2 separate regions of the Mus musculus genome follow, and region 1 is linked to region 2. A link is a contact called in public Hi-C data. All regions are on one chromosome and are shown on one strand. Each heading gives the region's core, a stretch centred on a gene start, on an enhancer-like site or on the middle of the called end of the contact. The rest is flanking DNA. Distances are from core to core; before and after follow the strand shown. Region 1 overlaps Setd3 (SET domain containing 3). Region 2 overlaps Papola (poly (A) polymerase alpha).

Region 1 (2,700 bases), core at 142-2,641, 2.3 Mb after region 2:
CAGTGAGACAAGAAATGACTGTGAGAGCTGGGGCTGGGGCTCAGACCATACAAACGCAGTCGCCGCAGTCTCTCACAGTGCTCTAAGATTGGAGTTTTCAGTCTTCAGTATGAAGAGACACCCAGCTTCTATTAGAGGCAGGCAGGGAAGAGCAAGGGTTGCTTCTGCTTGTCCTGGAGAGAGCTGGCAGGGGAATAAGGAGCCAAGGAGAATATGCACTCAGAAGCTCAGCAGCCCCCAGCCTCAACCCCAGGAAGAGATCTTTACCAGGCCATTGGTATGATTGCACATGTCCCATAAAGGAATCAGAGCCAAGGTCACCCGGGAACCATCCTCTGTAGGAATTTGGTTTTGCCGTGTCATAACTGATGAGACGGCCCACCTGTTACAAAAAAATAAAATAAAATAAAATAAACAAATTAAGAGTAAATTTGTGGAAAAGCCACCCCCACAAGAACACACTCAATTAGGAAATTGAGGTTGTGAGTGGCTGCCAGTTTTCAGGCTTTTTTGTACCATTTAGAACTAAAGGCAGAATTGAGAGGAGGAGGGGGCAGAATGGCAGGAAAGGAAGCCTGCACACAGCCCACCGAGTATGCAAAGGAACTAGGAGAAGCAGGGGTCTCAACCTACGTGGTGATGAAACTGCTCTCTCCAAAGCCAGCTCCCCCTCACCCAAACGCTGACTTCAGCGGTAGGCAGGGCTCTGAGCCTCACTGACCGACCAGTGGGTGCTGCTTCTCCTCTCTAACAGACCCCTCCACGGTGTGGACGAGGCATGGAACACGGCACTTTTATTACATAGCACAGTCCGTTAGCTCTATGTTCCAAAGAATCCCTGCTTCACACTAATGTTAATCTACTTAAAAGAGAAAAAGTCCTTTAGCAACACTTAACACTAATGTTAAGCCCAAACGCCCCTTGGCTACCTCAGGCAAGCTACTGGCATTACAGGTTCACAGCGGTTTCTTGGCAGCTGTCAAAACGCCAGTGCTTATCGAAGCCGCTCACCCTGGCTTTTGAGACCGCCCTATTTCAACACTGTAAGTGGTCGCAGCAGGCCACTTGCTGCCGAGCTGCCCTCACTTCCAGATCCTCAGAAACCACCCGCAACACAGCGCCCTCACAAACCTGTAGTCCTCGTAAGTGAAAGACTCCTTCAAGGGCAGTTTGTTGGCATGAGGATGGGTCTGGGAATCAACGGTTTTAGGAAGCAGAGGTGGGGGGGAAAAAAGGGAGAAAACAGAAATCAGTCAACAGAATTTCATTATTTAGCTGCTAACAGATCCTAACAAGAGCCAAATGAAGCAGGAGGCGTCCAGCCGCGCAACTGAGGGATCAGTGTGCTATTGTGCCCTCATACATCACTGTCAACTTAATTTGTTGTGCCCAGCGGCCGCCATAAATCTGCTCCTTCACACTTCCATCCGGAACCCACAGACACCACACAAGACAGTGTAAGGTGGACTGCTGCACAAAGGCAGGCACACCCTCTGCTACGAGTACGAGCTCTGAGGGAACATGGAGCCTGCAAAGCCAATAGGGAGGCTTGCCTCTCCCGGGGTCTCATGCTCTGCTAGATTTTATTCTCTTTGTATGTCACAAGAAGCAACACTTACAAACCCTCTAGTACGTTGGAAATACTCTCACATTCTCTAATAACACTTGATGACAATCGACTTAGGTGCAAATGAATTATTTACACAGTAAATGTGGATCAAACACAGGAAATCAAGCAAAGTCAAGTCTTGTGAGAGAATGAAGTAAATTATACAAGTAAGATAAAGATAACACAGACAATCATTAAATTACTTTTTTCTCTAAACAAAAGAACATTTGATAAAATATCCAAAACTTTACACATGGAAGAAAATTTTATAGCTTCACATTCCCTTTTTATAATGCCCTACCCCTTAGACCTGTAAGCACTTAAAACTCTGTCTCAATTAAGGAATTAAAGCTGTAACAGTGTGATTTTAACCTTAAGTTTCAGTTACAGTCTGAGACAGATTGCAGTTAAGTGATCAGATTAACAAACGGTTGTTTCTGAGCTGGAGACCAGATCTGCGGAAGCTGATCGTGTGCCTGCTAGTGTGGCTCCACGCAGCAGTTTTAACTCCAGGTACGGCACGGCAAGTGCACTGCAATTCATCACCGCTCCCTGTACTGTGCTGGCTGGTACTGTGCGCAGGGCAGTAGGGAATGAGGCAGAAGTGGCTCAAACCGTAAATCACTCAGAAAAACAAAAGCTTGTCCTTGGTGCATAATCTTAGACAAATTATATATTACAAAAGGGGCTAACTGGGTGTTAGCTCCCAGGTGCCTGCTTCTCCTCTCTTTATAGCCTCATTTTAAGCCTTTGGAAGAAAAGTCAAAATGTAAAACTGTATTTACATAATCTTTAAGATGCATGTTGGGCCAGGTGTATCTGTACATACCTGTAAACACCAGCACTTGAAAGGCTAAGATGGGAGGATCAGAAATGTGAGACCTGCCTGTGCTACCTAGCTAGTACCTGCCTCAACATAAATAAATCACAATGCGATAAAATGAATATTGTACTAGCAATGTGCAATTAAATAAGAGACTTTAAGGGGACGTACAGAACATGACAGGGCACTTCCAGTCTGGTTCAGGAAATGGTATGCTAGGGGAGGTCAGCCCCGCCCCACCGGCCTGCCCTGGAGCCTGTGCTCTGAG
Region 2 (2,975 bases), core at 140-2,639:
GGCCCTTTGATCTCTGCGAGGACTTTTGTACACTCCACACAACTCCTGTTCCTGTCTTAGACAAATTGATTTTCATTTTTAAAAGTGGGCAAAAGGCATTTTCTTCCAGATTTTTAAACTAATTTTTATTTTTAACCAGTTTATCAAAATTTGTCAGTGAATTTTACATACAAAAACATTTTAAAAATCATTTCTAGTAAGCACTTGACATTTAGTCAGCTTTCCACTTTTGAATTTTTTTTTTTGTTCTATCAAAAATTAGAAATCTTCTTTAAAGACAATGATTTCTCATAATTAAGTAGCAGAATTCTCGTCCATCTTGTGACATCTGACGGGTGCCAGATGTTGATAAAGTTACTCTTTGTTAATCTGGGTAAAACAGACCTGTAGCAGCAGATCTTTGTATGAGCATGGTTTTTGAATCCTTCATTTCGCTGCATTCTATCACACGTTTGTGCATTTTCATGTTACACTGCAATTACTTAAACTCTCCCCTGTCCTTCCAAATTAATTTCCAAAGTTGGAGTATAGTCTTTCCCCTGAAGCTATGCATTAATTAAGGCTTTCTTTACCACTTACATTGTTTATATACAGTGTTCTACTCTCCACCTCTTGCTCTGCAGTCACCTTGCCCTTCCTCCCACCATTTGAGTAAAGAAGACGGTCCGCTAACAGGTGACATGTACTGGTGTCTGTGTGTGTAGCTTCAGAGTTAGATTGACATCACCAGGCACAGATTTAGTCTTGTCGTTTTGTTTACACATTGGGGAAAAATTCAGTTTAATAAACGTTCCATGTAACTGCATCCAAGTTTCACCAGGCTGGAGACGTGGATCTTTTCTGTGTAGTGACTTTTTACTTCTAGTTTCCATAACCTGGAGATCAGACTGTTGCTTTCGCATGATGTAAGTAGTGTCTCATGACTGGAGTTTGCTTTGTTTTATAGTATCTGTACTCCTTGTATTTTTCAAGAGCTATTTTGTAAACAGATGATGTATTTCTCCATTGAAAACACAATAAAAAAAAAAACAGCACAAATCCCATAGTTGGCTGGTTTCTTTTGACTCTCTCTCTCCCTCTCCCCCTTTCAGCAATCTAATTAATTAGTTCTACATACAAATATATGGTGTGGCCCCAAATGAAGATTGGAATTTAATGTGCTTATATTTGGCAGGTTTGTTTTAGGTTAGCCTATTTGTAACCCAGTACTAATGTGTCACACGATAGCAGGCAATGTTGTTAACCTAGATGATCGTTAGGGAGAAAAGGGTGGTTATAGCTACCACTAACTCACTCTGAACAATTCCATTTTCTACAGTAGTGTTCTGTCTAGTCTGAGCACTGTACATTTCCCGGTACTGATGCATATGGCTCTTTCATGCCTCTACTTTCATTTCTCTGTCAGCAGGTGGCACTGTTGTTTTTCAGTAGGTTTATAATTGTGTCTTACAGCTTGAATCTTGTTTATTTTACTGGATCAAATTCTGACATTTTTCTTAAATCCTCACACACATTGCGTAAAAGAGAAGTAGACTGTTTTAAGTTTGTGATGGCCAACTTTTAGGGATGATTATCTTAGTGTCTTGAGTGTGTGTGTGTGTGTGTGTGTGTGTGTATGTATGTGTATGTGTGTATGTGTATATATGGGGGGGGGGAGGGAGTTGGGGAGGGGGAGAGTGTTTTCCAAAGGGTTAGCAGCTATGCAGAGTCTCTAAAACCCCAAATGCTTAGACCCTTCATTGAGTTGATGACCTTGGGGCTACTTCTTACTGAAGTAGAATAGAAGTTTGAGACTTATTCAGCAAAAGTGCAAAATGGTAAGGATTTCTCAGGGCTCCATCACTAACACCTCCAGGATTGAGCTTGCCTTCCTCCTACCCTGGTAGACAACAGAAGTGGGACTGGACCCTGCTTCCTGGGATTTGTCACCCATGTAGCTCATAGGTATTTTCCTGCATTTTGCTGAATTAGTAAGACATAATTGAACATTGAGTGCTTGTGTCTCAGGTACAGTCTGGACTAAAGCTTTTTTATTCCTAGTTAGCACCTCTGTTTTCTTCTCTGCACAGAAAAATATTTTAAAGCTCTGCATAATGTTAATTCTGGCCGAGTACAAGGTGACAGCAAACGATCAGCAACGCACAGTAGTGGCTGACATGAAAGGAACATTCACGCTCTGCACACTGTAGGCTGACCCACGAGACCCTAGCGTGCTTGTGTGCCAAATTGTTCTCTAAAGGCATTGCACACGCATTTGCATCTCTTTGCCTATTTTAACCCTAACAAAAATCAACCAAACTATGAAAATGAGTTGCCTTTTGGCCTGGGCTGTATGCTTTTTTTTTTTTTTTTTGTTTAGTTCACATTTCTATTAGCTTTCTTTACGCCCAAACCGCAAATAGATGCTGTTTTGACTCAGACCTGAGCTTGGTAAATGAGGTAGTCCTTTGTTCTGTGTTCTTGTAACATGGCCTTCAGGTATACACAAACAAGTGAGCTTTAGATCTGTGTGGTATTTCCCCTCTCTACCAACTTAAAAATTGTTGTTATCCTCCCGAGGATTAACATTGGGAAGAAAAAGGTAAAGGATTATGTTCTTTGGCAAGCTGGGGCCAGAACCTGGGTCTTCACCACGTGACAGGCAAGCACATGACTTCTAAGCTGCACTCACAACCCAGGCTACTGTCGTTCGTGATTAACAGTGATGGAGACTAGTAACAATGTTTGCTCGGTCTTTTACAAAACCTCCCCCCCCCCGCCCCCTTTTTAAAAGATTTATTTATTATATGTAAGTACACTGTAGCTGCCTTCAGACACGCCAGAAGAGGGCGCCAGATCTCGATACAGATGGTTGTGAGCCACCATGTGGTTGCTGGGAATTGAACTCAGGACCTTTGGAAGAGCAGTCAGTGCTCTTAACTGCTGAGCCACCCCTCCAGCCCACAAAACCCCCCTTTAAAAGATACCCTGTTACA

Evidence for each region. A called contact is a pair of places that touch in the nucleus more often than the background predicts.
Region 1: a Hi-C map of cortical neurons shows a contact between it and region 2, with 5 times the contacts expected there. The contact joins two enhancer-like sites. A contact is called at or near these places in 1 of 15 datasets of contacts at CTCF or cohesin (large pre-B cells), 25 of 484 Hi-C or Micro-C datasets (3T3-L1-derived adipocytes, B cells, the G1E-ER4 cell line and 15 more) and 3 of 115 datasets of contacts at active chromatin or transcription factors (astrocytes, embryonic basal ganglia and embryonic forebrain).

Annotation. Positions count from the first base shown.
Region 1 is chr12:108,117,975-108,120,674 of GRCm38.p6, forward strand. Setd3 (SET domain containing 3) reads right to left here. Exons shown (of 13, transcript NM_028262.3): 7 at 1,132-1,190; 8 at 268-382. Among named protein-coding and RNA genes, the nearest start is that of Setd3, 60 kb to the right of the region's middle. Within about 2 kb of position 1,392, at least 26 of the 459 cell types and tissues checked have an H3K27ac peak or open chromatin away from gene starts, as enhancers often do. A contact at or near this core is called in cortical neurons, where this site is marked.
Region 2 is chr12:105,837,907-105,840,881 of GRCm38.p6, forward strand. It overlaps Papola (poly (A) polymerase alpha), which reads left to right. Exons shown (of 22, transcript NM_011112.4): 22 at 1-1,038. Among named protein-coding and RNA genes, the nearest start is that of Papola, 55 kb to the left of the region's middle. Within about 2 kb of position 1,390, at least 2 of the 459 cell types and tissues checked have an H3K27ac peak or open chromatin away from gene starts, as enhancers often do. A contact at or near this core is called in cortical neurons, where this site is marked.